2 separate regions of the Mus musculus genome follow, and region 2 is linked to region 1. Evidence: chromatin contacts called from public Hi-C data. All regions are on one chromosome and are shown on one strand. Each heading gives the region's core, a stretch centred on a gene start, on an enhancer-like site or on the middle of the called end of the contact. The rest is flanking DNA. Distances are from core to core; before and after follow the strand shown.

Region 1 (3,357 bases), core at 625-3,124:
ACATAAAAAAGTAAAATATACTATTATAATTGTATGTTCTAAAGGGAAATCTATTTTATGATTCAAAGAATAGAACACAAGCCTCATTCCAGGAAAATAAGTGTTGACATTACATTAATTGATGGTTTGGCATCCTCTAACACTTTGGAAGTAGGATTTTCATAATAGACATCTGAAAACAACAATTCTTATTCAGTAAGAATTTCCTTTTTGGAGATTGGTAGACCCAAAAGAAAGAGAAAAAGTAGAAGTCTTTAACCCATTCGAGAAACTTGAACTCAAGGATGCTGGGTAAGGATGGCTGGGGAGGAGTACCAAGCAGATTTGAATCTGTAAGAAATCAAGGATGAAGGTAGCAGAGAACAGGAATGAGGTGTGCCGTGCAGCACTCAAGTAGGTGACCGACCGTAAGAACCTGGGTGCTCATCTGGGAGGACGGACTGCCGAAGCCGGATTCCGGCGGGCATTTTAGGGCCGTGTTAAGGTGAGAAGAAGAAAGTAGTTCTTCGTGCCCTGCAACTATCTAATAATACGCTGCCATAGCTGTCTTCTAATTGTAGGAGGTGCTTTATTGGAAATCTCAAGTTTGAACTCCTCAGACTCTGTCCGTCTCCTATCCCTCTAGGGCCAGCTCAGCCCTTCATCCTGTCAGAGCGCATAAAACAGAACAGCTTACAATTTGCTATGAAGGGGTCTTCGGGATGAAGCATCTTAATGTCTGGAAAGATTAGACGGGATCTTCATGCTTAAAGACTCCCATGAAACATTTCAAATCACACGGATGTGTCTCGGTGCCCTTTGCCAAAATTAATAGATTTAGGCTGTGGAGTTAGAAGAAGGCTAAGTATCCATACCCACCTATCATCCAATAACATTTACTATTTTTAAATCTTCTTATAGCTCCTGTACTCTTAAACTGAGAATATATTAAGTCAGAAAGGCTACCTATTTTAGACTCCTGTAAGTTAACACATAGGGGCAATTTCGATGTATAGTGACATTCTAGAAATAAATATCACACACAATGACCTAGAGACTACACCATGTTGATCGCATGCGGCTGTTTTTACTTGCTTGCTTGTTTGTAATTTTGACTATTTATCAGTCTGAGGTTGACCCGCCTTTCTGGTTTCAAATAGCTATTCCAAGAGCCCTGATAAAGAATGGCACAGAGGGACCATGGCGTAATAAACCACCAAGTGAGCTACTTTGAATTCCTCTCATGTTCTGAGAACGAGAATGTCTTAAGCTTTGATAGAACAGGGCAATTTTATATTTTCCGTCTGACTACTTTAAAAGGTTCATTGTCTTTTAATTAAACTACGGTGGGGGGGGGGCTGCTGGGGGAGAGAGCAGAGATTAAAAGCTGTCGTGCTGTAAACGGGGTGGCTTTTAGCAACTAGTAGATGAGTGAAGCCACCACCTCAAGCAAGATGAACTACAGCAACAAGTTCTGTGCCTCGAAGCTTCTCCTTGTCTGACTGTAGCAGTAATTTGGAGTTAATTTGTGTGGCTTCCGCAGTAAAAAAAAAAAAAAAAGACTGTGTTCTATGTCGTCTGACTCTTCCTAGCATGGCTTCGCAGCTGTTAGGTCCCCTTTGTATGGTCCAGCACCGAACCACCACCACAGGTGAAAGCCAGGTGAGCAGGTTAGATGGGCATCTTGGACCAGGCTTAGTGTTCACCACGTGTTGTTTACTCTCCACAAAATGCCTGCGTGGATCAGCCTCTGCCTCCATTCTCCCACTTCCTGCCTTCACCAACAAACGGAGGGCCACTCTCCTCTGGGCAAGTCACACTGTTAGGTTGGGCGAATGTCTGGGTTTCTCTGGGAGTTTTATTGCCTGGCACATTGTCTTGTTTTCCTTTGTCTGCGTGAACACTTTTTTTCCCCTTCTTTGTGTCTGTTTTTCTCCCTTTGCCTCCTACTCCCCACTTGTCCCCAAATCCTTGAAGCCAATGAGGCTGTGGTGACACCTTCTGGGCAGTGCTGGGAGTGAATTACAGCCAGGAGTGAGCTTCCTGGTGGTGGTAGCTCACCCACATACAGTGAATAATAGGATGTATGGTTTGCTTCATCAAAGAAACTGATACAACATCCTACTTGTTCTTGGGATTTCTAGCACTGCTAAGTACCAAATGCCGTAAGTTTCTTGCAAACAAGCACAGATTTGCAGTTAGTGAAATAAAAAAAAATAAATAAATTGACAACCAAGGCCCTACCTGCTTACTTTCCTAGTGGTGGTTCTGAGTCAGGCTTGAAAATGAATGTCAACAAAATAAAGGAAAGCAATTACGTGGGACTAGAATATCAACACCAGACGCTGCTGCACGTGTTTTTGCAAGGATGTGTGTGTGCATGTATGTGGTGAGACACGGCAGTATCCCGTTACATGCCAGTGCCTTCTAGCAGTAAGGACGTGTCCCATGAACAGTCCTGGTGAAGGCAGTGACATCCATCTCAGCTGCCCACTGCCTGGCCGTGTAGGATACAGGTCGCCTGGTGCTGTTTCTGTGCACCCATGTCTCTCAGCAGGTTTCACAGACAGGCTATGGATCTACTCTGTACAGCCTCAACTGGAGTCTTTTTTTTTTTTTTTTCTGAACAGACTCCATCATTCCCACCTCTCCTTCCATGCTGATTTAATTGTTATATTTAACATTTTTAAATGGTTTCTTTTTTTTTTTTTTCATACTGTATGGAAATGATACAAGCTTACAGGTACCAATTTCTCTCTCTCTCTCTCTCTCTCTCTCTCTCTCTCTCTCTCTCTCTCTTCCTTTCCTCCCCCTCCCTTCCTCCTCTCTTTCTTTCCTTTTCCCCTTTTCTTATTTTTTTTTCTATCACTACTGACTTACACTTGGACCCTGAAGAGACTCAAAGGTACAGCTTCTAGGAAAAAAAAAAATCACATGGCAGCTCTAGCAAAGTTGATGTTACTATCTCATCAGGAGAATATTAAAAGAGCCTATGGAGTCTGTTGAATAATCTCTGCCCTCCTCATAACTCTCTGTCATCATCACTGACTGAATAGCAAATACAGAGGTAACAGACAACAAAGGTACACCGGGCAGCCATTGCAGCTGTGAAGCTGCCCGTCTTTGCAGTAACTGCACACCTTAGGACGCCGTCACTAGGACACTGAGCCCAGGACACTAAGCCTGGCTGTTGTGGGTGACTGGAGCAGTTGCATCTGCAACCTTTAAAGGACCACCACATGCCTCATCTTCACTTTCTACGCCGTTCTTCAGTGAAATATTGCTTATTGGGTGTATAATATAAGCATTTATGTGTGGTACAGAACCCGATATTTTTTACAAGTCCTAAATAATCAAATCAAAGCCTAGCCACATTAC
Region 2 (3,357 bases), core at 355-2,854, 340 kb before region 1:
CACCACTCAAACGCGTGAAAGGTCCTCTGTATTGGAAGCCTGTCTTACCTTTCCTGCCATGATCACCAGACCGCCCTTGCCTACGCGTCACCTGGAAGGTTTGCTGAGACCCATGTCTCCAGGTTTCACCTTCAGAGTTTCTGTTGACCTGGACAGAGCCTAAGAACCTCCAAGTCCCAAGTTTCCTAGGAACGCTGATGCTGGGCAGTCTGCAACTGCTCGTGTAGAGTGTCTGCCGCAAGCCAAGCATCCCCGGGCAAAGAAATTGCCAAGTTCTTGGTGGGACTCCCCGCCGCCCCCCCCCCCCAATGGCCAGGAATGAAGGAAGGGCAGGTGCCTCCCCAGACTCTTGAATGTATCGTCCTTGTTTGTTATCTTTGTGAGAACTCAGGCTCCTCCAGCAGCCATGGGCCTCGGAGCAGCGGCTTTCGACACTCGCAACTTCCATGAGGAACAACCATTCTGAAGACCAAAGCTGGATCTTGGCCTCAAGAATGGCAGTTGGATCTCTGTGAGAACATCAGATTTCAGGGCTCAGTCTCGTCTTTCTATTCTACTGGACGGACAGTACTGAGACCCTTCTGTGGGAGGCCCCTTGTGGCCTTTAAATGCTGCTGAGGTTGTGAGATTTTAATCTTCAGGGACCGTACAGTCGAGGGAAGCCAGCAGACTCCCAGAGATTCTCCCCACCCCCCCACCCCCAGCCCAGGAGATACTCCTGTCTTTGAGCCCATGCCCAGTGGAGTGACTAATCGATGTCCTCCACTCTGCTGGACAATTAAGAGAAGCAGGAGAAGGAGGGAAAAAGTCTTCAGTTAGACCTAATTTGGCACCATATTGTTTTCTGTTAATCTATTTTGCTTTCTGTCCGTCTGTCCCAAGGGATGGGTGCCTCGCTGCTTGCTGAAGCATGCATAACTAATGTCCTCATTAAGGGCTGATCTGTTTATCAGGACCATGCTAGGAAGCCTGGCTGCCAAACCTAGGCACAAGCTGGGGGCTGTTCCCTCCCTCTGGGCCTTAGCCCCACCTCATTAAGCCGGTCCCGGCTATTGATTGGGAGCCTGTGTTTGGAAGAGTCTTACTTACTCCATGCATTATCTTGACAGGTTGATCAGACCTGATTGAGAACCTCTTAAAGGAACGAACAGCTGTAATGGGAAAGTTGGACTCTGTCATCCGTTAGGATGATTCTGGAAGCAAGAAGAACACGGCTGACATCTTGGAGCAATTGTATTTACAATTAACATGGCTGAAAACGATTGCCTCTATTGATCCCCCCTTCCTGCAATTACAGCCCCATTGTTTACATTCCAGCACTTCAGTTATAAAAAGGAAATTCAATAATTATTGCATTATTTAAAGTTAAAGTGGCACAGAGTTTGCTGGCTGCGCTCGCTGGTTGATTTAACGTTCAGTAAAATCCATGCTGAGCTCTCCATCTTGAGGCCGGCAGTATCGGCTTTTAATGAGACCTGGGGGGGTGCGGGGGGGGGGGGAGCTCGGTGTGCTGGTTGTTTGTCTGGGTTATCTATTGGGGGGTGAGGGGCGGTCCTGAAAGCAGAGTGGAGAAACTAGCCATGTCATGGTTCCTGAAAACGGTCCCTCTTGCCATGTGGCCATCTAGCCTGCAGATGGCCGGGTCTTGGTCTCTTGGCAGGCACTTGGATCTGTTTCCTACAAACAGGTTTCTTTTACCTTGTTGCTCCCTGTCCTCCTTCCTGTTCCCTTCGGCCAGCCGACCGACCATCAGCAAAAGTAGTGGACTCTGAGAAGAAAGGATGTGCTGTTAACAGTAGGTGGGAGGATCCCCGCCAGATGTGTCAGCAAGTTTCTCTCTGTCCAGTTCCCATTTTCCCCTTCCAAGGGAGAAATTGAATTTAAAAAAAAAAAAATCACAAACTGCTTATGAGTAAGTTTGCCCCATGGATGTTCCATATCCCTGCTCTCTGGCATGGCTGGCCACCCCTGGCTTCTCTCATCATGAAGGTGGTACCAGTAGAGCTCGGGAGGAGGCACCAAGTTTTGGATACCAAATTCATACTCTCAGCAGCAGCAGCAGCCAGGAAGTGGAAGAGCATGGGAGGGACCTTAAAGATGCTTCTTTTTATTCGCTATTGGTTGAGAGTCACTGTGGGCTTGGTTCCAAAGAGCATCTGTTTGGGGGGGGGGTACCCCTAGCAGGAAGGCAGAGCAGAGGAGGAAAACAGCCACACCCTCCACTTCCCTGCCACCTGTCCTGGTCCCTCCCACAGCCCCAGGGAACTTTAGACTACAGGAGTGACAGGCCAGAGGAAGATGAATAGAGGCAGTTGTGACTTTTATGGAAGTTGTGAAGCAGGCCAGTAGTGGGCAGCTCTGCCCCAGTGACTTTTTCATTGGGGGTGGGGGGGAGGTGAATTCTTGCATGCAGGTCTTGCGTGATGTACCCGACTTCCCTTCAGGAAAATGGCAGAGTGCAGAGATTTGAGGCCTTGGAAGTTTTCCTCCTTTCTGTGGGGGTGTCTCCATGTTTTCTCACCTGGGTCTCTCCCCCCCCCCCCCCACTCTGGTGATTGTTGTCCAAGCCATAGCCTCAGCACTGGCATCTGATTATAAATTCTGGCTGAATTAGAGCCCCCTGGAAGGGGCCCTAGTAACTCAAGGTGTCACAACTGCATCTGTGTACCCCCCTCCCCCCCACCGTGCCCGCCCCAAACTCTGTGCTCCTGATCAATGCCGCCCATGTTGGAGAGCCAGTGAGCTAAAACATTAGTTGCATCACCAACATCCAGGCCTGTGGTGTGGCACCCACCTGTCAGGTGTGAGGAGGCAGGATCTGGGCTCGAAGTGTGATGATCACAGTGGTGCCAAATGTTCAGACAGCCCTTCGCATTTTCCAGAGGTTTTTCCACTTATGGCTTCTCACACGGCTCGATCAATGGCCTCTGTGGAGGCGCGGCACGTGTGAATGCCTCCACTTTACAGATGGAGCCATGGCACCTGTGTGGACTGCCAGGCAGCCTTTCACCCTGCCTCTGCCATGTGGATTTTCATGGTGTCGGAGAGACAAATAAGTGAGCCCCTCAGAGTGTAGTTAGGAGTGAGGGGAGTGTGCCTCCCAGTTATGCCATCTAAGCTGTGTCCTCTGTCCTCACCTGGGATATCCACAGACTTGATTAAGAACAGGACCCTTGATTTTTCACCAATAGACAAAGGGATGGACGAACATGTGGCAAGGGCCTGGGCTACCTACACCAGCAGCAGGGCATTCTGGGTAAAGCTCTTCCAGTAAACAGGAAGCATCTCTTCACTGGGGGAAATCCCATGTGTTCAGGCTCTCCTGACCACAGTGTAAACTCTGTGTGTTACAGTTTC

What was found. A called contact is a pair of places that touch in the nucleus more often than the background predicts.
Region 2: a Hi-C map of the N1E-115 cell line shows a contact between it and region 1, with 4 times the contacts expected there. The contact joins two enhancer-like sites.

The regions. Positions count from the first base shown.
Region 1 is chr8:109,184,112-109,187,468 of GRCm38.p6, forward strand. The region is part of intron 5 of D030068K23Rik (RIKEN cDNA D030068K23 gene); the gene reads left to right. All of the region lies in intron 1 of 4922502B01Rik (RIKEN cDNA 4922502B01 gene), which reads right to left. Among named protein-coding and RNA genes, the nearest start is that of 4922502B01Rik, 64 kb to the right of the region's middle. Within about 2 kb of position 1,875, at least 48 of the 459 cell types and tissues checked have an H3K27ac peak or open chromatin away from gene starts, as enhancers often do. A contact at or near this core is called in the N1E-115 cell line, where this site is marked.
Region 2 is chr8:108,845,392-108,848,748 of GRCm38.p6, forward strand. All of the region lies in intron 3 of Zfhx3 (zinc finger homeobox 3), which reads left to right. Among named protein-coding and RNA genes, the nearest start is that of Mir3108, 90 kb to the right of the region's middle. Within about 2 kb of position 1,605, at least 26 of the 459 cell types and tissues checked have an H3K27ac peak or open chromatin away from gene starts, as enhancers often do. A contact at or near this core is called in the N1E-115 cell line, where this site is marked.